Regions from separate parts of the Mus musculus genome. Here regions 1, 2, 3, 5, 6 and 7 are each linked to region 4. A link is a contact called in public Hi-C, HiCAR-type, HiChIP or PLAC-seq and promoter capture Hi-C data. All regions are on one chromosome and are shown on one strand. Each heading gives the region's core, a stretch centred on a gene start, on an enhancer-like site or on the middle of the called end of the contact. The rest is flanking DNA. Distances are from core to core; before and after follow the strand shown. Region 1 holds the start of Thap4 (THAP domain containing 4). Region 2 holds the start of Slco4c1 (solute carrier organic anion transporter family, member 4C1). Region 3 holds the start of D2hgdh (D-2-hydroxyglutarate dehydrogenase). Region 4 holds the start of St8sia4 (ST8 alpha-N-acetyl-neuraminide alpha-2,8-sialyltransferase 4). Region 5 has its middle 220 kb from the start of Pdcd1. Region 6 holds the start of Dtymk (deoxythymidylate kinase). Region 7 holds the start of Macir (macrophage immunometabolism regulator).

Region 1 (3,641 bases), core at 136-2,635, 1.9 Mb before region 4:
CAGTGTTTAGTGAGCTAGATTTCTGGAGTTTCCCCGCCCCAATTTGGGCACTGTCTACCCATATACCATGTTAGAACATGGGGAAGCCAACATCAGTCCTTGCAACACTGCCTCATTTTCAACTGTTAACAAAACTTCTGGGGCATGTTCTATGTGAAATTGTTACGGAAACATTCTGGTTGACTTGTAAGATTGTTTAACGTTACTAGGTTTTGTTTTGAACCAGGTCTTAAGGACTGGAGACTTAATGTAACCCTGTGAACTTTCAACAGATACGTGCCATTCCCATCTTTAAATTTTAACACCAAGTACTAAGAGGTGGCAGGATGTGCGAAGTGACTTCCAAGGCAGAGTCCCTTCGCTCGCTGTTCACTCCTGTTGGAAATCACAGGAGAGGACCAACTGAGGGAGTCTCGAAAGCCTTTGGAAGGCGCGGCCCGCACAAGGGCCACCGAGAACCCCCTGGAAAGCCCTTTCCACGGTCATCCCCCGGGCCTCTGCCAGAGTGCAGGATGCGGGAGGTGATCGGTGCCAGTGCCTGGGCCGCAGGACCCCATAGGAAGGCGATGAGGGCTATGGATGCAGGAAGTAGAGCTGCGTGCGCCGGGCCGCACTCCTGCCACACACCTCCGGGCGGGCTTGCCCCGCCGAGGCAAGAGTGGAGAACTGCCCGAAAGCAAAGATCAGGATTAACCTGAGAAGGCGCCCTTGCAGAATACTCCTGAAATTGGCAGGGCCAGCCCAAATCAGTGCGACGCCCGTTGGTGGAGGTGGCGGAGGGGGCCTCCGGCCGCTCTGCCCGAGGCATGGCCGTGCTGGTCCCCAAAGCCGGCGGTCCAAGCCAAGGTCATAAAGCTCCACGACCCGTCCACCTCCCACAGTTACCCTCGGTTAGCCGGCCCCCCACTCCCGGTCCCCGGAGCTCGGCCCGCCGCGCGGCCTCAGTTTCCCCGCGGGCCCCGGCCAGGGCGGGGGCGTGGCGGACCCGGAGGCGGGCCGCGTACCTGTGGAAGGAGACAGCGCGTTTCTCGCCCTTGCCCTGCCTGTTGGAACAGTTCACGGCCGCGCAGCAGATCACCATTGCGGGCCTCGGTCGTGAGCGCCGCCAGGCTCCGATCCTTGCCGCCCGCCCGCTGGCCCGACCCGCCCCGAGGGAGCGCGGCGACACAGCTCGGGACGTGGGCCGCGGCCGAGCCGTACGGCAAGATGGCTGCGCGCTGCCGCCCGCACCACGCTGCGCTCGGACTGCCCGGCCACGGCGCCGGCGTCGCGGCCGCAGCGGGCGGTGAGTCCGTACCGAGACATGCGCGGGTGGCTGTCTGTACGGAAAGATGGCGGCGCCGGAGGAGCGCAGCTCGGGCCGGCTCCCGGGTGTTCCGAAGCGGCGGCGCGGGCCGGGGGCGGGGCGGCCGCGTCCGGTTAGGAACCACACGCGCCGAGGCCCCACCCCCCGCGTGCCCACCGCCGTACGGCGAGATGGCGACGCCCGCGCTTCCGCTGCGCCGCGCTTGGCTGCCGCGGCTTCCCGTCGCCGTGTCGCGCAGTAGTCCGTCGGAGCGACGGCACGGTCAGTCGGCAGCCGGACAGGGAAGATGGACGCAGGTAAGGAGGGCGGACGCCTGCCCTGTCGCGGGCGGGCTCCCGTGGCCGCCCGCTGGGGCGGAGGCCGGTGTGTTGGGCTGGGCGGGCCGCGCCTCCCCGCAGCGCTCAGTACCGGGTTCGCGGGGCCACTCGTCAGCGCCTCGGCCTCCGGCGCTCGGCCGCGGCCCTCGGGGAGCGTCCCAGCCTGTGGGCTCGCGGCTGCGGGCGTGAGGGCAGGGAGTCTGAGGGACGCATCAGGACGCGGGCACCCTGGTGCCCGGAGAGGACCGGTGCGCCGCGAGGGTGGGCCTTGCGGTGTCCATTGAAGAGCCGACCTCTTTAACTTCTGTCAAGTTGTTGGCCGCTGGTCCAGCTACCACAACATGCACATCTTTTGTCTTTGAAGTTCAATAACCTGTGTAGGTGAGCCCCGCTCCTGTTCTGACAGCGGATCAGTCACATGCTACTTTGACTTCTTGAGGTCCTAATACTGGGTTAAGTGTGGGTGGGTTTTGTTTGTTTGTTTGTTTGTTTGTTTTTAACTGACTCTTGCTTCTGAAGCTGGAGAGTGCGGTTCTTTGTTTATGTTGGCCAGAAGTCTTGGAGATGCAAATCTATCAAATAAGTTGTTTGCTAATAGCCCTAAAAATACCCACCCCACCCCATTCCACCCCACCCCACCCCCAACAGAGGTTCTCTCATTCCCTCAGCAGCGTTAGCGGGTTTTTTTTTTTTTTTTTGGTTTTCTTTTTCTTTTTTCCTTTTTTTAATTTAAGAGCGACCTGCCTTCAAGAATCCACTCCTTTGTGAAGGAGTCCTGCTACCTGATTTCATTGTACTTTTCTTGAATGGCGTTGCTTTTGATGGTTTTCTTCTGACAGCTGTGTTAGAGAAGTAGTCGGCTCTTACTTGGGAGTAATGCCTACAGTTAATACACATTTCAGCAGTTTATGGCATCCGTAGCTGGAGGAAGCAGGAACGTTGACTCCCCAAGATGCATGAGCCAGGTGTATATTTTTTTAAGATAATTCATTTTTTTTTTTTTTTTAGAATGAATAACTGAAGCTGTCACACCACAGTGCCTCTTGGAGGTGTGGAATGGGATAATACATTGAATTACTTAATTATCCTCTCCCCCACTTTTTTTTTTAAAGACAAGGCCTCACTGTTTAGTCTTGTCTAATATGTAGACCATGCTGACCCAAGACTCACAGAAATATATCTGCTTGCTTGTACATCCCCAATGCTGAAATTAAGTGGGTGTTTAATGCTGCTGTGAGATCAAACTCAAAAGACATCTGTGTTTGAAGACTTGTGTTAATGGTGATAAAACACTTTTTTTTAAATACAGTATGATGGTGCAATTTTTCTCCTGATATAATTCTGGGTGGCATTTTATGATCTACCTTCTGATCTCCCACCACCCTTGTAATGTTGCTTCTGGTTATTCTTATAATTGTGTGTGCTGTGTTTGTGTGTTTTCTCTCTCTTTCTCTCTCAGCAGTATCTCTCCACAAAACCCTCACTGTACTAGAACTCAGGATGTAGATCAGGCTGGCCTTGAAGTGCTGGACTTAAAAAGTGTGAGCCATCCTGCCCTACCTACCTTGATCTTTTTATAAACTACATTTGTTATTGGGTATCAGGAGTTTCAATCTAGACATTGGACTAGAAAAATGGACAAAGGAAAAGAAATGCTGTCTGAGGCCCCTGACATTCTCTACAGGAGACCAGAAGTATATAGGCCTGGATGGTGCTTATATGGGAGAGTGATGTGGGCTAGGTTATAGGTGACTGGAACTGTAGCAGGATGGACAAAAACAAATCTCACTTTGGAAGCATATTTAAAGGTTTTTTTGGATAATTCATTATTTTCCCCTTCCCCTACTCCCCTCCATCCCATCTTAAGTACACCTACCCCATGCTCTGTGAAAGTACATTCTTGTCGAGACTAAACCAAAAACTAAACCAAAAACAAAGTGGCATGGAGGTTCATGCCCCAGGAGTTCAGTGAGCTGGAGGACTGGAGAGATGGTTCAGTGGTTAGAGAACTAACTTAC
Region 2 (3,317 bases), core at 31-2,530, 1.2 Mb after region 4:
TTAGAAGAACTTCCCCTTCATTCTATCCCTTGAGTTGAAAGCAAACCCAGCAACTTCAACTTCTTCCTTTCTGCTTCCTTTTCAAAAAACACCTCCCTCGCTCCCTCCACCACACTCAAGGAACCTCCGTTTAGATTGTAAACTCCAGGGGGGATAAATCTTGGCTTAATCTGCTAGTCCCAAGGGAGTTTAAAAGGGCTCCTAGAACAAACAGACACTCGATAACTCCTGAGACTGAAGAGCTGATTAAGGTTCACCCTGCACAGCTGGAAGCCTTCTCTCATTTACTCACAGGACTGCGCTTGTCCCCACATTCTCAAATATCGAGAAAATAAGATTACCTACATCTAATCTACGCTACATAATGTAAGTACTTCTATCCTCGTTCCTCCTTTTGGAAAATCAGTCCACTCCTATTTGCAAAGCCTTTAATCCTCCCTCTGTAAAAACAAACAAATAAACAAATCCCTTCCCTAGATCTCAGTTAGATAGTAGGGTTTTAAAACACAGACTATGACTTATCGTTTTCCCAAAGGAGGATTCTCAGAACCTTCCCTAGAGGAATCCACTCTGCTAAAATGAGGCAGAACACAAAATTAGTAAAAATGCTAAGGGGGAGGGGGGAGGTGTGTTAAAATATGGACCACTCAGAATGTGGCGAACACCCGCAGGCAAGAGCGAACACCCGCAGGCAAGAGCGTCTTCAAGTTCCAAACCCAGGCATGGGGAAGTGGGGGTGGGGGGTTACCTAGAGCAGAGTCAAAGACCCGAACAGTTGGTGGGTTCCCCTGCACCTGCCTCTTTCTCTCCCCAAGCTTGACCCCACCCAACCATCAGCTCAGCCAAAGACCCCCAGAAGCTGGCGCTGGACTTTACCTTGCGTTAGGGCTAAGAGACAGTAGTGAAGCAAAAAGCCTTGGGGGGTGTTGCAGCGCTGGAGACACTGGGGGTGAAAGCCCCTCCACCCGCAAGGTCCCTCCTCAAGCTCGCTTAGCTGTGACCCCGGCGGCTCATCAGAAGCTGGGGGATTCGAAGAAGGCGGGGATGGCTCAGTTGACTTCTGAGGCTCCTCAGATTCCCGAGGCTGCGAACCCCCATTCTGATTCCTGGAGGCCACAGCAGAGACCTCCACCTGGGAGGGCGAAGCAGACGCACGGCGTGGGGTGCCTGGGCTGGAAGGGACGAAAGCCGGGTTCTCTATTCCTTTGGAGCCCTGCATGGTCAAGAAAGGTTCTCTAGACTCCTGTGTGAGTACGATCGGCAAAGGCTGGTTTCTTTTCTGGCTCCGCCCCTGGGCAGGTGACAGCGCCCTAAGGCCGGACTAGTCTCCGCCTCCCGGCCCTCCCCATCTGTCACTGCACGGTCACCGCAGCTACCCGGACACTCCCGGACCTCCGGGACCTAGGCACCTCGAGGTGTCAGCGCTGCTCTGCTCTACACCGGTCGCCCCAAGCGACAACCACAATGCTCTGTGTGGGAGTGAGACCCGGCCTCCGCCAGGTGAGAGAACAGGGCGACACTATCTCGTATGCGAGGGCGCCACTTTCAGGGATCTCAGCACAGCGGTTTTTTGTTTTTTGTTTTTCATTCTGAGCCCAGGGACCAGGAAGTGGCAGAGACTGTGGGAGTCAGTGGGCCAGCGTTCCCCCTGGGTAGGCGTATGAAAACTGCAAACACCGTTGCATCAGGAGACCTTTCAGGAAGACCTGCCTTTGCTTTTTCCTCTGCTGCTAATTTGAAGCAAGAGTCCTCTGCTCCCAGAATCAGGCTGCACTCAGGTATACTGCTTTGAATTCCATGAAAACAATAATAGTACTTTTACCTGCCAACCTTCCTAGAAACAAATCTTTCCTCATCAGCTACATTCACAAGGCAACATAGCCTTCCTTTTAGTTTTAGTTTCTCCAAACTGAAGGAATGACAAAACTTTGAAAACACATCCATGGCATTCTCTGGTGAAAGTGATGAACATTATGTAAAAAATGTGCAATATGAAACAAGAAAACTGATTGAAAACATTGATACAATTTTATGATTGACACTCATTCCAGTCTCTTTATTTACTAAGTCACTGATCATCAGGATGTATTTATTTCCCGTATGCTAAACACTGTTGGGAGTCTGGAAGAGTCTACTCACCAGGACAAGCTGGCAAATACCTCAAACACTGTGCTGCTCACAGCCCAATAGGAAGCAATCCCTAAGAATGCATACACAGAGTACTCTATAAGAATACCATAAATTCTCTCTTATAAAATCTTTTTTTTGGGGGGGGGGATTGTAAATTTTGTACTTAGTGAGTTGAGTGATTGCGATGTAAGCCACATATATGACTTTGAGGAGTCAAAAAGTAGTCTGGATTGCCACTGGACCTGGACGAGCAGAGAGAGGTAAGGACTGCTGTGTTCACTGTTATTGGCCTTTAAGTGAGTGTAATTGCTGTTACATACGCTTCACACATTGAAGAATCTGTGCCCCAAGGAGAACCAAAATCCCTCCCAAGGCAGCACACTGACAATTCATGTAGGGAACTGGAACTTAGTTTTCGCACTATCTCATTATCTGTCTTTTAATTACCTCAGCCTACATGTAATGGTTAGATTATTACATAGCCATTCTCAAAGATCAAAACAAATACTTAGCCCAGTGCGTTAGTACTTGAGATACAGAGGCAAGCAGATCTCTGTTGTGTTCAATGGCACCATGGTCTACAATGGTGAGTTCTAGGACAGCTAGAACTACATAGAAAGAGCCTGTCTCACCAACAAAAACTTCATGCTTCACTGATACGAGGTTTTGAACATAAGAAGTTCTAAATGTCAGATTCTGGGGGAATTAGCTATGATACATAATCCTCCTAGCCCTCTTCCAAAAGAATTGGATTTAAAATAGACATCGGTATAAATAGATATCATCTTATTTTCTGAGAAGTAGGAAGTATTCCAGAAAAGCTGGATTTGATGAGATGTGGTTACCCTTGTTGTAAATTTAAATAGACGAGTATAGTAGCAGCAGGACACGTATACTCTACGAATGGAGTGTAAACCTAAGAAGGATTCTTCATTCTCACAGTGTTAGTAGTGGACTTTTGTCCAAAGATTAGCCAAGGTGATGGTTATTCATCCTGAACACACATTGATGTCACTAAAAGTATTACTAGCAGCGTTTTCCTTTTCCCTTATATTCTTTTTGTTGCAATGACAGATGGAAAGAGGCTGGCATGTTCAACAGAGATGAAATATGCTTTCTGTTCAGTTGCCAGGTCATGATGTCTTCCTCACAGTAAAAGAACAGTAACTAAGACATTCGATGAGTGT
Region 3 (3,594 bases), core at 537-3,036, 1.8 Mb before region 4:
TCAGGACCATTAGCCCAGAGAAGGCCCCACCCACAGTGGGCTGGGCCCTCTCCTATCAATCACTAAGAAAATGCCTTTTTTTTTTTTTAAAGGATTTATTTTATGTATGTGAGTACACCGTTACTGTCTTCAGACACACCAGAAGAGGGCATCAGATCTCATTACAGATGGTTGTGAGTTACTGGGAATTGAACTCAGGACCTCTGGAAGAGCAGTCTTAACCACTGGACCATCTCTCCAGCCCAAAAATGCCATTTTTTATTTTTTAAAGGGAGGGTCGTATTGGAGGTATTTTCTCAACTAAGATTCCTTCCTTTCAGATAACTCTAGCTTGTGTCAAGTTAACAGAACTGTCCAGTACATTGACAGTCTTGATAACTTCTAAATACCCTCAGTGGCCTATGGAGTATGGGCCAACTTGGTAGAAACAGCCCAGTAGAAGCCTCTGGAATGTCCTTTCAACTAGTATGTGTTAACCATGTCCCAATGCCCCTGTCTGATAAACCTGGGAGGGTGAGCAGACCTGAGGGAATTGCTCTTCTGGAGGTACAGCTGTACCTTGATCCCTCCCAGCACACACTGTGTAGCTGTTGATCCCTAAATGCTGCATTCTCTTTTCTTTTTGGTTTATCTGTGTAGTTCTGGCTGTCCTGGAACTTGCTCTGTAGACCAGGCTGGCCTTGAACTCAGAGAGATCTGCCAGCCTCTGCCTCCCAAGTGCTGCGATTAAAGGCATGCACCACCACCACCCAGCATATTCTTATATCCAGTTTGCAAGGACTACCACAGTGCCTTGGCTTTTAGTTGGCACCACTATACCTCTCTGTTCTTGCCTCAGCTTCAGGAGCCTCCTGCTCTTCCCTGGTACAGAGATCTAAAGTAATTATCTTAACATCTTAAAGAAGGTACTTCCAGGCTTGTTCCTCGATGGGAAACGGAAGTGGTTAAGTTGGGAGAAGTGACAGTTTCTGGAGCTGCCCCAGGAAACTGGGAGATGAACCCTGTTTCAGATACCAGGTCTGTCCAGCCAGCAAAATGGAAACTACTGGGGTTATTTATAGCTGAATATAGCTGGGGGATGCTGAAGTAACAGAATAATTGCAAGAAATAGCAATTACCTGTTACCTAGGGCTGGGAGTTGAAGGGAGACAGTATAATTCAGACTCAGCCCAGGAAAACTACTGCTGGGCTGCAGCTCTGTGCCTTGGATTTGCTAAAAGTTACTGCGTACCTGCTTGAGGACTGGGTGGCTGGGCCTGGCCCCAGGAGGTCAGGGATGCTCTGTAGAGCTGGGCTGGCCTTTGTGATCCCTATGGTTAAGCCTCGGGCTTTTGTTGTTTCTTTGAGGGTTGGGCAGAGTCGTGTCTGCTGATGGACCAGTGACTCTAGGTGAGACGGGAAGCCCGGGGAAGAGAGGAAGAGGGCAGAGATTCGTAGGATCGATAGAAGGAGATCGAGGGAGACAGAAATGCCTGGGGAAGAGAGGAGCTTCTAAGGGTGACAGTGGCCCCTGCGGAAAAAGCCACAGTGAACTGAAGATGTGACCGCTTATCTTTTGGGGCTAGTCGGGTGGACCACAATGAGGCCAGTTGGGAAAAGTGCGTGGAGTCGGATTTTGGTCAAAGCAGGATACTCGCCACTTTGGGACCTGGGGGGCACTCAGGTTGGGTCAGCAGGAACATAAACAAGGCCGAAGGTCTGGGAAGGGCGGGGCACACTCAGCAGGGTGGAGTGAGGTAGGAAGGGCGGGCTGACACACATGCGCAGTCTCTCGCTCCACCCCTCTAGTTCAGGCCTACGGTTCTGCAGGGGTGGGAAGCAGGGTGCGGGTGCGGACTCGGTCTTTGCACTCGGACGGAAGCTAGGGTGCGTAGTGGGCTAGCTGTAGTTCCTGGGTGGAGGGTGCTGGTGTCTGAGTCTGTGCAGTCCGGGCTGTGGCCTGTCAAGTGATTGCACAGGTCAGGTGTGAGTTGGGATTGCCGGCAGGGCGAACCTAGTCGCATCGCTTCTCACTTACACCCACGGGCCGTGTGGGCTGGGAGTGCAAATAGTTGGTCCTCCTTGACGTCACAACACATGGCGCATGCGCATGCTCTGCGCATGTCGTGTTGTGTTTTTTCGTCTCAGGTAAGGCGGAAGCAGCAGCCAAATAGAGCGAGCCTTCAGTTGGAAGGCGGCCTCTTCTGGATAGCTACCAGTGTGCGGGCCGGTTTCCTTCCCTTCCCTCTTTTAAGCCATTTTTTGTTGATGTACCCAGGTTTTGTAAAACTGGTGGCAGAGTATTACGTAAAATGTAAAATTCTCCTTTCAATTGTGTTTGGGTGCACAATTCCGGGATACCTTCCTTTTTCTTGCAAAAGTTAAAATACAATGAATGCCCTGGAGAGCCAGCACCGCCCATAGGTATTCACTCAGTGGAGTCTCGGGACTGTAATACTGCAGGGCGAAACATTAAGAACCGAACCCTCCTAAGACTCCAGTCCTCTGCATCCTGCAGCCCCAAGCCGCCCTGTTCTCTAGGCCAGCGAGTCTCAACGTTCCTTGACCACTGGGACCCTCGTGTTTCCGTGAACCCCAACCATAAAACGTTTTCAATGTTACTTCATAACTAATTTTGTTACTGTTATGAAGCACAATGTAAAAAATCTGATGTGCATTATGTCTGATATGTGACTCTCCCAAGGGGTCGCGACCCACAGGTTGAGAACAGCCGCTGTAGGCGGCTTTGTGTAGGTGACTTCAGATGGGGTGCAGAGGTTATTGTGGGGCTTTCTCATTGCTTCATTGCTTACGAATCGCAAATTCAATCTCTCTCCCCCCCCCCCTCCCAGCCCCCTCTCAAGAGCAGGAACAATGGTGCTCCCTCTGGTGTCCAGATGGTCTGCAAGGGTCCTCTGGGCATCTCCAGGATGGAGGAGGACCTACACCCAGAGAGCTTGTGTGGGGTTGAAGCGGCTGGGTTGCCCTCGGGGTGTGTACAGCCCCTTGGCTCACAGAGCATACTCCGTGGTAGCTGGCGGCCCAGAGGTGACGCTGACCCCTGAGCGATATCCGGTGCAACGGCTGCCGTTTTCTACTGTGTCCGAGGAGGACCTGGCTGCATTTGAATGCATCATACCTGGCAGAGTTATCACAGATCCAGAGCAACTGCAGACATGCAACGTTGACTGGCTGAAGACCGTCCGGGGTGAGCCAGGACGTGGGCGAGGGGAACAGATTCCTCGTCCGCTTGCCTCATATCCCTTTGATGACACCACCAAGGTCTTCTGAGAATAAAATCGGCAGATTAAAAGGTGTAGCACTTGGCTAAAGTGAGCACTTGTGGACACGGCTGCCTGCATCTGCTCAGCTTCTTCTTAGCTGGCTCTCACCAAGGGCATCTCTCCCAGTTCTAGAAGCCTAGAGAGTTCGGAAGCAGGTGTGTTCTCTGCAGGCTCTAGGAGAGGGTCCTTCTTGCCACTGTGAACTTCCGGTGACTTTAGGTGTTGCTGGTAACCCTCCAGCTTCTGCTTCTGTCTTTATTCTTGCCTCTTCTATTTTGTTTTTTGTTTGTTTGTTGTGGTTTTGTTTTTGTTTTGTTTTGTTTTGTTTTGT
Region 4 (3,776 bases), core at 1,170-3,669:
TGGCCTCAAGCCTTCTCATAGGAACTGGGAAGAAAGAACTGGCAGCTCAGCTTGCAAAGGGTGCGGAGGCACAGCTCAGTAGAGCTAACCCAGTCGCTGTGTGACTGTGGGGCTGCAGCTCCTCTGATGCCAGGGCTGTGCAGACCCTCCCTTGATTTCCAAAAAGGCCAGAGAATAAATGTCACTGTGAAACGTGGAGTGTCCTGGATCTGATATTTTCCTTTGGGGCACCCGGGATACAGGCCTCCTTCCTGGAGGCAATTTATCCGAGCAAGGGAATGACTCCTTTGCAGGGTTTGGACATAGTGTTCATCACCACGCCCACTCCTGCTCGCTAGGGTCCCAAACCACTGGAGTCCTGTAGAAGCTTGGCCGCTTTGTCTAAGCGCCGGCTCCTTGGAACCCAATCAGTTCTGAAGGGAACAAAGAGCCTCGATTCGCAAGCCCCAGCCTCCGCCTCTCCCAGGAGTTCCCACGCGCGGGTTCACCACCTTCAAGACCCCTTTGTCTGCCTGGCAAAAACAGGTCTGCTGGGTTTATTCACACCCCTCCCAATTTTTCTTTTCCACCATTGACATGGATTTTCCAACCATCCACTTCTAGGTAAACGACTTCACCTAATTCTTTTTATTTATGTATGTATGTATTTATTTTTCCTCTCATACAAACCTTGAATAGGTTTGTTGAAGCATAAGGACCATTCGGCCCACTCCTTATTAGTGTTCCTTTCTCCTAGAGTCCCCTTTGAGCCTAGTACTATTAGCTTTATGCAGAATAGCAAGTCCTTCCGGGAGGATACACCTGCGTCTTACTCACTTCATTGTGACTGATTACTCAGAGAGGAGCGGGGATATTAAGAAAAGAGCTGCGTAAAGTTTCCTAGTGTGTGTTTGAGAAGCTCTCTGCCCCGCCCCCCACACAAAACCGCGCACACACAAAAATGCCAAAGCATCCTTCTTCGTTTCAAAGATGCCAGAGACAATGTAAAAACAGAAGGAAATCTCAGCCAGTGCAGTTTCCGACTGTGGAAAGCTCCGGACTTGGGAGGATTTCCGAAACAGGACTTTTAACAGAGTTGACAACAGGGCCATATCCTCAGATGTGCGCTTCCAAGCCTTGTCAGAGACAAGAAGTTACAAATCGCTCGCTCTGCTCCCGGATAGACTTCAAAGGCAGAGAAGCCAGGGGAGAGAGGAAGGAAGTGAGATATTTACAGAACTTAATGGGGCGGAGATTTTGATCACATCTTGACAAACTCAAAAAAAAAGAGCAGATATGGTCTGTAAAGGCGCAGTTCCCAGTTCCCTTCTAAAACTGTAACCATGAAACCCGGGAGTTTTATACGTAGAGGAGTGAATAAGGAATTTTCCTTATTGATACTGAAATGTCTAACTTAAAGAAAGAAAGAAAGAAAGAAAGAAAGAAAGAAAGAAAGAAAGAAAATAGATCTTACAGGCGTCCCCTCCCCCAACAAAAACAAACAAAAAAGAGTAAAGACCCACTTCACTTCTGTGACCATAAACTTTGGAGAACGCCGCTTTTTATGGTGTCCTCATAGACTGGCGGGACACAGAAGGAAAGAAAGAAAGAGAAGGCTTGAGGAGTAAAGACATCTCTGAATTCTGCTCAAGCGTTAAACTGACAAGGGCACTCGTTCTTTGTTGACACTTCTGCAGTGACTTCTTTGGTGAGCTGCACCCTGTGCCAATACATCTTTCACCACCACCACCACCACCACCACCACCACCACCACCACCACCACCACCATTGCACAGGGCAAGTTAAACTCATCCTAGAACCAGCATGGGAAACATGCACACACACCTCCAAAGAGCCTTTGTTATTTAATTCATGACACTCTGCACAAGCACGCCCAAACCAATACACACAGCACTCCAAAAACGTCACTCTCCCGGCTCTAAGCACACTTCACTATGGCTTGATTTGGTGTCATATCCTTGAACATGCATTTACCCGATGAGTTGCGTCTCTTGGTGCTCCTCAGTTCTGGCTATTTCTTTTGTCTTATAAAAGATCAGGAGTAGACTTATAGTGCAGATGGTCCACCGTTTTCTAATTGAGCGCATCTTGGGTGCCCGGGAAAGTCCTGGTTGTCCCAGCTCAGGCACCTTCTCCTGGTATAAAGGCTCCGTTTTGGGATGATAATCAAGGGGGAGAAATCTGAAAATTGCGAAGGGAGCGTGGAGCCGAGATCCCAGAATCAGGTCGCTAGGATGTTCAGCGGTGGAGCTCTCCCGGTTCTCCAGCGCTGCCCAGCTCCCTGCCGCGCAGTTAGCGCTTACCGGGCCCGGGTCGCTCTGCGCCGCCTCCCTGGGGCTCAGGTTTCTTTTCAAATGTGACACCTTGTGCATTGGAGGTGGCGGTTTCTTCTGCAGCTGGGCTCGGGGGCGTCACTGGCCCTTTCCTCGCCGTAGCAGGGAAACGATAAGCAAGGCCAGCCAATCACCGTGCTGAGGGGGCGGAGGCTGCTGTTGCCTTGCGTTACTGGCGGCTGCTCGGAGAGTCGTTGTGAGCTCGGTCTGCACTATGCCGGGTGGAGGAAGCTCACAGTCGCACGCGGACGCGTTCTTGCGCACATGCCCCCAAACCACAGACACACACAGAACCACACTATCTCCTAGGACGCCCAAACGTCAAGGCTCCAGATCCGCCAGCTTCGACACCAGCATTCATCTCATCTGAGAAAGATGAGACTCATCCCACCAGAGGAACGCAATGGCTAGGGATAAGGATAGCTCGAGAAAGCAGCCTATCATTCAAAGCGTGTTTGCTAAACATACGTAAACGCACGGGCGAATAAACCCGACCGAAGCACAGTGAAATCCAACAGGGAAGTGGAAGGGGAACGTTCATTATTCAGTGCACAACTCTGTCTGGAAAATACGATTATTCACAGGAGCTGATGAGCTGATCTCGCCCGCAGAGTGGATGGGTAATGAGGATCCCAGCTTGAAGCTTGAGGTAAGCAAGTGAAGTCGGAGGCATCCTTACGAACATTATGGACACTTCTGTGACCCACGCGTTGTCGTTTGGAAACTCCTCACGAAGTGAAGGCAAATCCAATGCCATTTAAACTTCACTGCTGAGACCAGAATTCTGAGAAAAGGCAGCGTCCTCCGGCACACCCACCAACACATTCGTAATCCTAGGGAAGAAGAAAGGAAGGGTAAAAAGCAGGAAAGGCAGGCTCCTCTTGAAAATCCAACTGAAGTGTATTGGGCTCTGATTTTCACCCCTCTTCCCGCCTACCTTTTTTTTTTTTTTTTTTTTTTTTTTTTTTTTTTTTTTTTTACTTCTATTGTATTGTGCAGCTGGCGCGCTTTCTGAGTATTCTAGCTGAGCACCTCTCCATTCCTAGTTTCTGGCACATTCAAGAGAGCTGACTGCTCAGGCTTATCACACCTAACATCTACATGCTTCCTCAGCAGGAGACAGAGCCTGGAAACCAGACTCCTTCCTATCTGTGTGCCTTGGCCCCAGGATTCCAGAGGCTCTGAAGTCTGACTTCCTGCTCCTTCACTGAGCAGTACCTTTGCTAGTCCATTAGCCCATTAAGTTTGCACTTTCCACATCAGCAAATGAGAAGGCTCACCACCAGGATTTGGGTATCCTTGGACTTAGGAAGAATTCAGAGTGACTCAAGGAGCAGCATTAAGTAGAAAGACATGACCCTTGCTTAAAACCCGAGGTTCTAGAACCTTTGCCTAGCTGCTGAGGTCTTTAAAAGTAAACCAACAGAGCTTAGTATAAGACCC
Region 5 (3,574 bases), core at 691-3,190, 1.4 Mb before region 4:
TTACATTGCGTTTTTGAAAGCTAACATTAATTTTTTTCCCTGAAGATTTTATCTTATGTCAGGTAATTCTTTTGGTATTAAGGGAAAAAAAATGAAACATTGTCCCTGTTGATTTTCTTATTTCTAGATTTTATCTTTCCATGCAGAAAGATTTTCTAGTGCTTTAAGCTTAAGATTTGCAAATATGATAGAGGGATAGAGGTAATCTATGCAAATCCCATCTTACCCAATGGTGATAGATACCTTTCACCCTGTGTGCAGATATAAAACATTCTTAGGAAGACCAACGCTGGGGGATTTCTTTTCACAGGGTTGAGTCCAATTCTGCACATTACTTTTCTATATAATTGTATATTGAAATGTTTGTGAATAAAATAGGGCTTAAAAGCGGTTCCTCGTTTTACAAAGAACTTTTCTTAACCTCGAATCCTCTCATCTTCTTTGGAAACTACATTTACTTATTCCATTACACAGATAATTCCCTTGTGTTTTCTTTAAACTGAGGTTGAATTATGACTCTATAAAATATTCCAATAAATGGCTATAAGAGAACAAAGCATAGTGAAGTTTCACATCTAAATGACATGACCGAGCAGACTGGCTGATGATAGCGTATACCTCAATGTTCTTTTGGGGAAGAAATAAATCGCAGTACTCGGAATATTTCAGTACCACAAACCATGAAGAGCCACTGGAGTGGGGAAGAAGCAGTGGTCATAATGAAAACATTTATTATGCATGGATCAATTCTCTTACATGGTATCAGGAGGGCGTACTTCACAGTAGGGGATTGGTGGGAACTGGACTTTTATAGTCCTTTTCTGAAACTTGAGAGTAAATCAGAAGTTAAATGTGCTGTTCTCCTTGGGAAAAGTCCTTCCAATTCTTAAAACATAGCCCTTGGGGCCTGGCTCTTTTAAATCAACAGACAGAAACATTTTCTTAGAATCATTATGACTTCCTGAGAGCCAGGTTATTTTCTCAGGTCCCTGGAGGCTGCTTCAGCAACAATGACAAGCTTCACTGGAATAACGTTTTGTTACATCTATTTAGAAAGAAAACAATGACTGTGATAGTTTTATTCTAAGTAGACACTGCCTTCTATGAAACTCCAGTGGATTTTCCTATTCAACCATTTGTCTGAACCCTCTCTGGACAGTTGCATTACCAGTTTGCTTGTCTGGGTTTCTTATGGCAGAGTCTTAAATGCAGCATGCACCTATGTCTTTCCTACTCTATCTACACCCCCCTCCCCCCGAATCTTTGCTTAAAAAAACCACACAATTTCTTATGATACTTAGAATGAGTTGCCTTGCACCATGGCGTTTATTCTCGAGAGTATATCTACTCTTTGCCTTCTCTTTTTGAGACAGGGTCTTGCCATATGGCCTAGGTTGCCCTTAAACTGGAACCTCCCTAATGGTGGATACAGGTATCTGCTACGATTTCTGTTGGATAGCGTTGTGGATAATCAACCCCCTCTAATTTTGTCTCAGGCTTCGTTTCTCTCGTTCTCTTTCAAGCTGTAAGGGTGCGAAGTGAGCCCGGCCTTCAGGAAATACGGAAGCCTCACAGACAAGAGGCAGGGATCCTCCCCAGGCTTCTCAAATGAAGTCATCTGAGGCTGTAGTGAAATTTAACGTTGAACGGTGGGGGTGGGGTCAGGGGAGGAGCAGAGTGCAGAGTGTTTGATTAGAGAGCAACTCTACATTTGCACCACTAGAAAACGTTTCTTTGGGGAGACCAGCGAGGAACAAAGAGGAAAAGGAAAGTATTGAGTGTGCCCTGGACAGCTCACCACACTACCTGTCCTTGGGGGTTGGGGGTGAGATGGTGCAGAGTTCACGACTCAGACTCTGGGAGCAGGTGAGAAATCTGACCACTGCTGTTAGCACCTTTACCCTCCACCCGTGCCCCCATTGGTCCCAAGAAAGTATCATGTCTAAACAGCAGTTCCTGATTGGCTGGCACTGTTTGCACCAGCAATCCTTGGTCTCTCAGGCAGTCATCAATTAGGGCCTCCTGCAGGAAATGCTTTTGTGGCTGCATGACCCCCAGCGTTTACACAGAGGCAACCCTGCTGTTCCTGCTACAGGAAAGAAAGGAAGAGCAGGGAGAAGGGGCATTGCTGTCCGTGGAGGTAGAAAGGTTAGAACTTATAACGGGATTTGCTGTTCTCTCATGGAAAGTTCAGGGTGAGAAGCAGGACAGAAGGAAAGTAACTTTTCATGTTAGCCTCAATTAGTTGTAAGTAGTTGTCAGTGTGTAATGTCACACATCCCCCATTATCTGTCTCTTGTCTGTGTTAAGACAAGAGGCAGAGATCCTTTCAGAGCCCAGTGGACCAGAGGCTGGGTCTGTTTACTACTTGCTTAGAGTGCAGTGGCTCTCAACCTGTGGGTTGTGACCCCTTGAGGATCTCATATAAGATACTTGCATCATGATTCATAACAGTAGCACAACTACAGCTATGAAATAGGAATGAAATAACTGTATGGTTGTGGGTCACCACAACCTGAGGAATTGTATTAAAGGGTCGAAGCGTTAGGAAGGTTGAGAACCACTGGACTAGAGGCCGAGAGAAGAGATAAAGGACACTTCAGGAGAGGGTGGAGAGCAGAGAAAACCATACATTAACTCCTCAATCTCTGTCCAGGTGACCTGGCATTACTGTAATTCTTAAGGACTTAGATACAAATTCAGAGAAAAGCCTGGGCAGACAACAAACTTCAAGTAAGCTTGCCACTACTGTCCCATTTGCATAGGGAGAGAGCAGTTTCTTTTAATTTTAGTCAAACTGAGAGGAACATTTTGGGCTTTTACTTAACACTTTGTAGGCTAAGCTTCATTTCTCCTCATGGACGTGCACAGATGAGCAAAGACTCATGGCATAGGAGAGTCTTTTCTGGGACTCCACAAATTCTAACTGACTAATCCTCACTCAGGGGAGGGTTCTTTCTCTGCATCACCACGTGTTTTAAAGCAGACAGAAAAACGGGGGTAGACATGATTATGTAACTGGTATAAATAAGAACAGGCCACAGTGAGAGTCAAGCCCAGACTGTTCACTGTGGGAAGCCACGTGTGCCATTGTAGGGTGGTGCTGGCTACCACTGGCCACCACACATACATAGGCAGTAAAGGTTTTTGCCAAGATGAGGTTTTGAGAGTTAACCAATCAGATGAGAGACAAGTTAACCAATCAGATGAGAGACAAGTTAACCAATCAGATGAGAGACATGTTAACCAATCAGATGTGAGACATGCAAATGAGGTGGTAAGCATAACCATGCATAACCAATCCGGGTGTGAGACATGCCTCTCCTAGGCCTATATAAGCAGCACCAGTTCTGGGCTTGGGGTCTCTTCGCCTCTGCAATCAAACTCTCCCAATAAACGTGTGCAAAAGGATCCTGTTGCAGCGTCGTTCTTGCTGGCGAGTCAGGGCGCGTGCAAGAGTTCACTGCTGGGAATCTCTCTTCTATTAATATTTTTTATTGAAAAAAATTGCTTTCATACAATGTATTCTGATCACATTTCCCTCCTCTTCTGACTGCTTCCAGATCTTCCCTAT
Region 6 (3,625 bases), core at 1,050-3,549, 1.9 Mb before region 4:
ACTTAAAAGGCTGAGAAGGAAGGGTTATCGTTACTTAGAGGACACTCTGAGCTACAGAGGGGACCAAGTATCTTAAAAACAAAGACAAAAAACAAAAGGCTGGGGGCTGGAGATGTGGCTCTATGGATAAACTGTTTGCCATATAACAGGAAGACTGGGGTTTGGATTTCTAGTACCCCAGAACCCAGATATAAGCCAGCAGGAAGAAAGACATTTAGGGAGACAGACAGGACCCAGAAGCACAAAGGCCAGTGTATCCCAAAATTATCTCAGCTAGGCATGAGGCCAGCCTGGTCTATAAGGCAAGTTCCAGGATAGTCAGGGCTGTTATGTAGGGAAACCTAGTATCAAAAAAAAAACAAAACCAAAAACCAAACCAAACCAAAAAAAAAAAAAAAAAACTTTTAATAAAACAAAACAAGCCGGGTGTGGTGGTGCACGCCTTTAATCCCAGGCAGAGGCAGGCAGATTTCTGAGTTCAAAGTCAGCCTGGTCTACAAAGTGAGTTCTAGGACAGCCAGGGCTATACAGAGAAACCCTGTCTCGAAAAAACAAAAACAAACAAAACAAAACAAACCTTGCCTCAGCAGTTAAAAGCACTTACTGCTCTTGCCAAGGACCCAGGTTTGGTTCCCAGAACTCACATGACAGCTTACAACTCTCAGTAACTCTAGTTACAGGAGTTGTCTTCCTTGGGCAGCAGGTATGCATGAGGTGCACATACAGGTAGCCATTTATATTACACAAAAACGAATACATATTTTTTATGAGGCCAGCCTGGTCTATAAGGCAAGTTCCAGGATAGTCAGGACTGTTATGTAGGGAAACCTAGTATCAAAAAAACAAAACCAAAAACCAAATCAAAAAAAAAACCTTTTAATAAAACAAAACAAGCCGGATGTGGTTAAATACGATGGTCAAATACGACGATGTTTTATCTCAAATACGGCGATTTTTTATCTCAAATACGACGATTTTTTATCTCAAATACGTCGATTTTTTTATCTCAAATACGGCGTCGAATGGTAGGGTAGAGGAAACCTCCCAAGCTGGCCTCTGGTCTCGACGTGCGGGTGTTTGCACACATGCCACACACAGGTGCTCGCACCCTTGCCACACACAAAAGTGTGCATGTTACAACCGGGGAGCAACGACGCAGGTCTTTACACTTGTTCCCAGCGGTTTGCAGAGAAGAGCAGGTGCACGGAGTGATCCTCTAGTTCCGTTTTCTTTTCCAAGTAGGAATTCAGAAGCTTGCCGATTTCCGTTGATCTTTCTAGAAAGACAAAGATACACTCGACTGAAGTCAGACTCTTCACCTGAAGTCTACAGGGGTTTGCACTTAAGTTCTCTCCTTGCACCTACACCTAACTTTCAACCTCCAGACAGCTTTGGACCATCTCTGAAGCCAAAGAAGTCTCCCCGAGAAAAGGAAGTAATGTACGTGCAAGTCTTGATTTCAAAAGTACTTGTAAGACTTTTGACTGGTTGGTTTGAAAATTAAAATATCCTGCAAAGTGGTTGTTCCAATTCCCAACCTACTTAATTTGTAGGATCAGGGGTTGGTGTCCAGTGTACAGGGCGCAAGGCCAAAAGTCAACCTTATGTTCCCTTTTCAGTACTTTTCCACCTTGTGTTTTCAGAGAGGAGCTTCTACCTGAAGCTCAGTTTTGGCTGAACTGGCTGGCTCACAAGTCCCAGGAACGAGTCCGTCTCACCTCTCCAGCGGTTGGATAAGCAACCGTACTAGGTTTTTTTTTTTTTTAACCTGGGAAACTAAACCCAGGCTCTCATTTCAGCCTGTATTTTATTAACTAAGCCATCTCCACCAGCCGGGCCCTCCCAAATCAATGACCAATGAAGAAAATGTCTTCCAGGCTTGTCTGCTGGCCAATCTGGTGGGGCCAGTTTTCTCAATTGAGGTAGCTTGAGTCAAACTGACATAGACTAGCCAGCACACGCATGCACAATAATAAATAAATAGATGTTCTAAAAGCTTTTAAAGATACTAAGACTACAACCCAAAGAGAGAGTGAGGGAATTCTCCAGGCCCACCCGCGCACCGGGGAAACGCAGCAGCTCCGCTCTGTGGCCCGAGGCGCACAGCGCGGTCACCAGCTTGAGGCCCTGCGTGGTCTTGCCAGCACGGTCCACACCCTCCAGCACGATGAGCGCTCCCCGACGCGACGCCATCGCCCGCACAGCACCGGTCAACTTGCCAGGTTCCCGCCAATGTTAGATGCAGCAGAAGCCCGGCGTGCACGGAAGCCCTGCCCTCTTCCGGTTGGAAAACGAATTCTGTGGCCTGCGGGGAACAGCTTCCGGACGTGACGTAATCTAGGCCCGGGAGTCTGCAGTTTAGCGAGCGCCAACTCGCGGAACTTCCGTTCGCCGCTCCCGAAGAGCACCAATCTTAAGGACTGTGGTTGCGCAGGCTCTGGTCACGTGGAAGTTCGAGACCTGTAACGGAATCAAATTTTTATGCCCCTAAGCGCGCTACTGAAGGGTTCTAAAAGTTTCTTATCACACACACACCTGCGCGCGTACAGGAGCCATGTGATGATCAGGCTCTGAAAGGAGTTAAGGATAGGAACATCGACCCCCAAGATGTACTTTCTGCAGCATTTTCGAACCGCTCAGGAATTTTCCTTGTCGTTTTAGTGTAAGTTGGTGGAAGGAAATGGGTTTATTTGCAGCGTGGGCAGAATTGAAACCACCCCCCCCCCTTTTAAATTCCTTTCCCCCTAGCAGTGTTTTTACAGACAAAATAAAGTCAGGGAAAATACATGAGCAGGAGGCGGGCAAATCTCTGTGAGTCTGAGGCCACTTACATAGTTTCAGGCCAGCCAGGGATACATTGTGAGACCCAGGCTCAAAAACCCAAACAACAGTACTCTAGAGGAAGAGAAAAAAGGATCCGCAGTCAAAGGCTGGGCTGGGTTATGTTTTGCCTAATGAACAAAGATTCCATACCCAGCACAGAATAAATTGGATATAGTGAGTGACATAGCCTATAAACCCAACATTTGGGAGGTAGATCAAGGTTTATGCAAACATTTGAACTAACACCCAAAGAAGTGACACAGATGCCAGACACATATGTAAAAATGTGCAACACAAACATATTGTTAGGAATCATGAATTAAGATAATTTCACCTCTTCGAGAATAGCCCAAATCTACAATTCTAACCCTTCATCATGCTGGTGAGGACGTGGAGCGAAGGAGACTGTCAGTGCAGAGGAGAAGGCAAAAACGGTGTGGAAGATAGCTTGGCTGTTTCTCAAGAAAGCACTCTACTTTTAACATGAAGTCAATATTTACCCAAATGGGTTGGAAACTATGTCTGCACACAAATGATTGTATCAGCTCTAGCCACATTTGCCTAAATATGGAAGCAGCTAAGATGTCCTCCAACACGCAAACTGATAAACTGGTAATTACACAGTGAAATAATTTTGAAGTAAAAAGTGAATTATCAGTTACTTACTAGGACATGGAGGAACCTGAACTGTATAATGATAAATGCAGCCAGTCTGAAAAGACTGTGTACTGTAAAATGCAACTACATGGCATGTTAGCAAAGCAATACTACAGAGACTCTAAAACGTTTATTGGTTACAAGT
Region 7 (3,356 bases), core at 689-3,188, 2.0 Mb after region 4:
ATTTTATGCACCAAGTCTTACCAAAGTTGAGTAGTCTCGGTGCTCATGAACGCTAACATGTCATCCTGTCCGTTTTGTTTTTAATCCAAGGTCTCATAATAAAAACACCCAAATCATTAAAATAACCCACGCATACACTGTAGCCCAAAGCTTCTGGGAGAATAACCACATATGGAACTAATTGGGAAAATAAATTTTGTGAAAGAGTCGTTTCCAATCCTTAGTGTCTAGCTTGTTGCACTACAGTAAAAGACCCCGGCACCTGAAATTATATAGTGGCATTTCGAGGAAAAACAACATAAAGTAAAGTTTAGAAACCTCGGAGATCTTGTGCGACTTCTGCTCTTTCAGCTAGGAGCCTCTAATAGGGTACAGTGTTGCTGTGTCCATAATTACTCCTCTTGGAAGGATGAAAAAGTTCAGCGCCAGTGTCTCCCAGTGTTTCCAGCCCCACTTACACACACACACACACACACACACACACACACAGAGAGAGAGAGAGAGAGAGAGAGAGAGAGAGAGAGAGAGAGAGAGAGAGAGAGAGAACACAAAACAAAAACAAAACCCTGGTTCTGAAGAAATCCTCAGCCCACTCTAAGCAAAGCGGCGTGGGCAGAGAGCCCGGGAGTCTCTAGCGAGCCAGACACTTGCCAGGGGGAAAGCACGCGGCTGTCCTTCCCTTCGCGAACTGGGTTCCTTCCTGGCCGAGATTTGCAGATTCCACCACTAGAGCGACTTTGGCAGCTTCACAATGGGCCGCTTCTCAAGGTCTGAGCGCCGGCCGCTGCCAGGCGCCCTTTCCTAGGCTTCCCACCCGCCCCAAAGTCCACCAGCGACAGGTGGGGCGAGGGTGGCGGTGCCCGAGACATCTGCCGCCTTAGTTTCTGGCCAGCGCCCGGCCGCGATTCCCCAGTCCACAGGCGCTCCTCCGCCACCGCCGGTCCGTCTGTCCGTCACCAGCCGCCGCACCGGCCTCGGCCTCGCCCGCGGGGTGCAGCGCGCACTGGTGGCCGAGATAAGGTCGCCAGGGGCTGTCTCCCGCCGCTATCTGTAGCCCGCAGCCGCGGCTTGTACACCGTTGGGGCCAGAGGCGCGGCAAGCCGGGCGAGCGTTACTTCTCAATGGGCCTCCGCCGGGCCTGCCGCCTGGCGCTGCGGGTAGGGCGAGCCGCCTAGCTGGCGCGCGCCGACGCGCTCAGACTTCCGCACCTTGGCACCGCGGGAGCGTCGCTCCGGGTCGCAGAGTCCCCGCACCGCATGTCGGCGGCGAGCGCACGCCCGCCCGCCCGCCGGTCCGTCCGCTCGCTCGCTCGCTCGCCGCGCGCGCACGGGGCGCACGCCCCCGCACACTCACCCGCGCCGCACACTCCCGCGTCGCCGGCCCCACCCCTGTGCCAGGAAGCTGCGGGCTCTCGCACCCCGCTCGGGCCCCACCCCAGGCTCCAGTCCCCCCACCACCACGCCAGCCATTCGCACCAAGGCTCAGGGACCAGCGCCGCTCGCAGCCCCGGTGTCACCGAGCCATCAGCCATCGCGGAGGCCGGCGCGGCCCGGGGCTTCCCTGCGCTGCGCACACACCGCGCGCCCGGCCGGGACACGAGGCGAGGAGGAAGGGGCGGCGCCGTGCCTGGGGCTGGCACAGTGGCTCGCTGACTGGGGCACCCACACTCACGCGCGTACCCCACCCATCCCCGCCACCACCTCTGCAGCACAAAAGGTTGCAGGAGGAGTGGCGCTCCCCGTCCAACGTACCGGTCGTCCAGGGTTCCGCCGGTTCCTCTATGGCCGGCAGCCGCAGACCCCGAAGCCAAGGGCGGGCGAGGCGCGGGGCTGCGGCGCCGAGGTGTGGGCAGAGGCCGCCAGCGGAGCCAGCCGGGTACCCGCTGCTCTCCCACCGCGCTCGGCGCCAGCTACGGCCCGCCGTAGTCCCGCCTCCTCCCCCGCCTCCGCCCGCCTTCCCGCCTCCTCCCGCGGGCTGCGGAGGCGAGGCCGGGAAGCGCAGAGCCCGCCTCCTGCGCCAGGCTCGCACGCTCGGCTGGGCGGGCGGCTGGGCCGGCGGCGTGAGAGCGCAGAACCGGAGGCTGTTGCGGGGACGGGAGGCGGCGGCGTGATGCCACACTGCTCCCGGACCAAAGTCCGCCGCACCCTCCGGGGAGCCGCAGCTCACAGGCCTGACAATGCGGGCCGCTCCCACAGAGCGGTGTGCTAAACTCTGTGGGGATGGCTGTGATTTTTGAGTTTCTGCTGATCAGAAGTTGAGAAGAGCAGAAGCCCATGAAGTTAAAATTATACTATAATAATAAATAATAATAATAATAAATGTCAACAACTAAATATGGGGGCGGGGTGAAGACTAAATTCTGAGTCACTTGTTTCTCTTCTCTTTTCCTTTCTAGCTTCCTTCCTGTTCTGTCTTTACAAGGTCTCACTCTGTACCCAAGGCCGGACTTAAGCTCCGGAGAACCGTTCTGCCTTAGTCTCCAGAGCGCTGGGATTACAGGGATGAGGTGCCATCCCAACAAGATTTTCTTTTCTCAGTCCATATGCCACTCCCCTGCCGAAGTGGTCAATGCAGCATTACAAATATTTGCTGATATTTATTTAGCTCTAGGTGCCAACCCTTTTGACGCACATTCCCAAGTTTGCAGCTCTCAACTGTGCTAGTCCACATTTTTAAGACAGAAAACATGAGTTACATCCTTGAAGTCACAGACCTTTCATATAGCTGAGCTGTTTGTGTATTTATAAATTTAAATTCAGGTTCCTGCATTGTGTGGCCTTTTAAACGGTGCTTTATCTGAACATAAAGTCATACATTTCATCTAGACTAATACAAACTTAAAGCAAATAGTTCATGTTCCAGAGTCTATATATGTCCCCCAAATTACCAAGGTTAATAAATACACTCTGGCTCCAAGATGTGGCTTCTGGTTTCTCTGCAACTGAAGGACACTTACTCAATTGCTTCTCATATGCTCTGATGTAAGTATCAGAAAAAGGAAGGAAGAGGCCAGATTCATGAATGTTCTCAGTTACTCTTCCCCAACATGATATTCATGTAACTTATCAAATATAGATAGACCCTAGTACACTGTACAGGTATTGAATGCTCAAGTGATTAAATTTTGTTTTATATTTATTTGTTCAGTTGTTTTGTGCCCCCCCCTCCCCGCCCCACCACCATGGGTACCTTAGTAGAAGATGCTCCAAGTATTTTCAGATTTGAACATTTATCACAGCAGTGTATTCTGATGTTCGTTCTTATAAAACTACCTCGGAAACATTACAAATTATTTCAAGAAGCTTAGTTTCATTTTGTCTGAACTCATAATTTTTTTAAGAGAACACCTTGTAACT

Evidence for each region. Promoter capture Hi-C pulls out the DNA fragments that hold promoters and counts their contacts. A called contact is a pair of places that touch in the nucleus more often than the background predicts. HiCAR-type assays count read pairs that join an accessible place to other places. HiChIP or PLAC-seq counts read pairs in DNA pulled down with a chosen protein or histone mark.
Region 1: a Hi-C map of B cells shows a contact between it and region 4, with 6 read pairs. The contact joins the promoter of Thap4 here to the promoter of St8sia4 in region 4. A contact is called at or near these places in 2 of 39 promoter capture datasets (the C10 cell line and pre-B cells) and 1 of 484 Hi-C or Micro-C datasets (B cells).
Region 2: a contact with region 4 is called in a promoter capture Hi-C map of hippocampal neurons, with 5 times the contacts expected there. The contact joins the promoter of Slco4c1 here to the promoter of St8sia4 in region 4. A contact is called at or near these places in 1 of 39 promoter capture datasets (hippocampal neurons) and 2 of 115 datasets of contacts at active chromatin or transcription factors (astrocytes and embryonic stem cells).
Region 3: a contact with region 4 is called in a HiCAR-type map of astrocytes, with 6 times the contacts expected there. The contact joins the promoter of D2hgdh here to the promoter of St8sia4 in region 4. A contact is called at or near these places in 1 of 39 promoter capture datasets (hippocampal neurons), 1 of 484 Hi-C or Micro-C datasets (B cells) and 3 of 115 datasets of contacts at active chromatin or transcription factors (T-cell acute lymphoblastic leukemia, astrocytes and large pre-B cells).
Region 5: an H3K4me3 HiChIP or PLAC-seq map of the 230-238 cell line shows a contact between it and region 4, with 13 times the contacts expected there. The contact joins the enhancer-like site here to the promoter of St8sia4 in region 4. A contact is called at or near these places in 5 of 39 promoter capture datasets (embryonic stem cells, hippocampal neurons, liver and 2 more), 1 of 15 datasets of contacts at CTCF or cohesin (pro-B cells), 7 of 115 datasets of contacts at active chromatin or transcription factors (the 230-238 cell line, astrocytes, embryonic forebrain and 3 more) and 1 of 9 other capture datasets (embryonic stem cells).
Region 6: a promoter capture Hi-C map of pre-B cells shows a contact between it and region 4, with 4 times the contacts expected there. The contact joins the promoter of Dtymk here to the promoter of St8sia4 in region 4. A contact is called at or near these places in 3 of 39 promoter capture datasets (the C10 cell line, hippocampal neurons and pre-B cells), 1 of 484 Hi-C or Micro-C datasets (CD4 T cells), 3 of 115 datasets of contacts at active chromatin or transcription factors (DN3 thymocytes, T-cell acute lymphoblastic leukemia and astrocytes) and 1 of 9 other capture datasets (adipose tissue).
Region 7: a contact with region 4 is called in a promoter capture Hi-C map of pre-B cells. The contact joins the promoter of Macir here to the promoter of St8sia4 in region 4. A contact is called at or near these places in 3 of 39 promoter capture datasets (the C10 cell line, hippocampal neurons and pre-B cells) and 1 of 9 other capture datasets (liver).

What each region holds. Positions count from the first base shown.
Region 1 is chr1:93,753,453-93,757,093 of GRCm38.p6, forward strand. It overlaps Thap4 (THAP domain containing 4), which reads right to left and starts at 1,386. Exons shown (of 6, transcript NM_025920.3): 1 at 1,005-1,386. The coding sequence starts at 1,081. Atg4b (autophagy related 4B, cysteine peptidase) reads left to right here and starts at 1,453. Exons shown (of 13, transcript NM_174874.4): 1 at 1,453-1,602. The coding sequence starts at 1,593.
Region 2 is chr1:96,870,891-96,874,207 of GRCm38.p6, forward strand. It overlaps Slco4c1 (solute carrier organic anion transporter family, member 4C1), which reads right to left and starts at 1,281. Exons shown (of 13, transcript NM_172658.3): 1 at 877-1,281. The coding sequence starts at 1,219. It overlaps Panct2 (pluripotency-associated noncoding transcript 2), which reads left to right and starts at 236. Exons shown (of 4, transcript NR_131964.1): 1 at 236-366; 2 at 1,300-1,500; 3 at 1,595-1,778.
Region 3 is chr1:93,823,454-93,827,047 of GRCm38.p6, forward strand. It overlaps D2hgdh (D-2-hydroxyglutarate dehydrogenase), which reads left to right and starts at 1,787. Exons shown (of 10, transcript NM_178882.4): 1 at 1,787-1,866; 2 at 2,832-3,187. The coding sequence starts at 2,854.
Region 4 is chr1:95,665,175-95,668,950 of GRCm38.p6, forward strand. St8sia4 (ST8 alpha-N-acetyl-neuraminide alpha-2,8-sialyltransferase 4) reads right to left here and starts at 2,420. Exons shown (of 5, transcript NM_009183.2): 1 at 1,975-2,420. The coding sequence starts at 2,087. It overlaps Gm30431 (predicted gene, 30431), which reads left to right and starts at 2,527. Exons shown (of 4, transcript NR_166710.1): 1 at 2,527-2,982.
Region 5 is chr1:94,267,966-94,271,539 of GRCm38.p6, forward strand. No RefSeq gene overlaps it. Among named protein-coding and RNA genes, the nearest start is that of Pdcd1, 220 kb to the left of the region's middle. Within about 2 kb of position 1,941, at least 4 of the 459 cell types and tissues checked have an H3K27ac peak or open chromatin away from gene starts, as enhancers often do. A contact at or near this core is called in the 230-238 cell line, where this site is marked.
Region 6 is chr1:93,799,635-93,803,259 of GRCm38.p6, forward strand. It overlaps Dtymk (deoxythymidylate kinase), which reads right to left and starts at 2,300. Exons shown (of 5, transcript NM_001105667.1): 1 at 2,064-2,300; 2 at 1,168-1,276. The coding sequence starts at 2,193.
Region 7 is chr1:97,660,080-97,663,435 of GRCm38.p6, forward strand. It overlaps Macir (macrophage immunometabolism regulator), which reads right to left and starts at 1,939. Exons shown (of 3, transcript NM_133825.3): 1 at 1,752-1,939.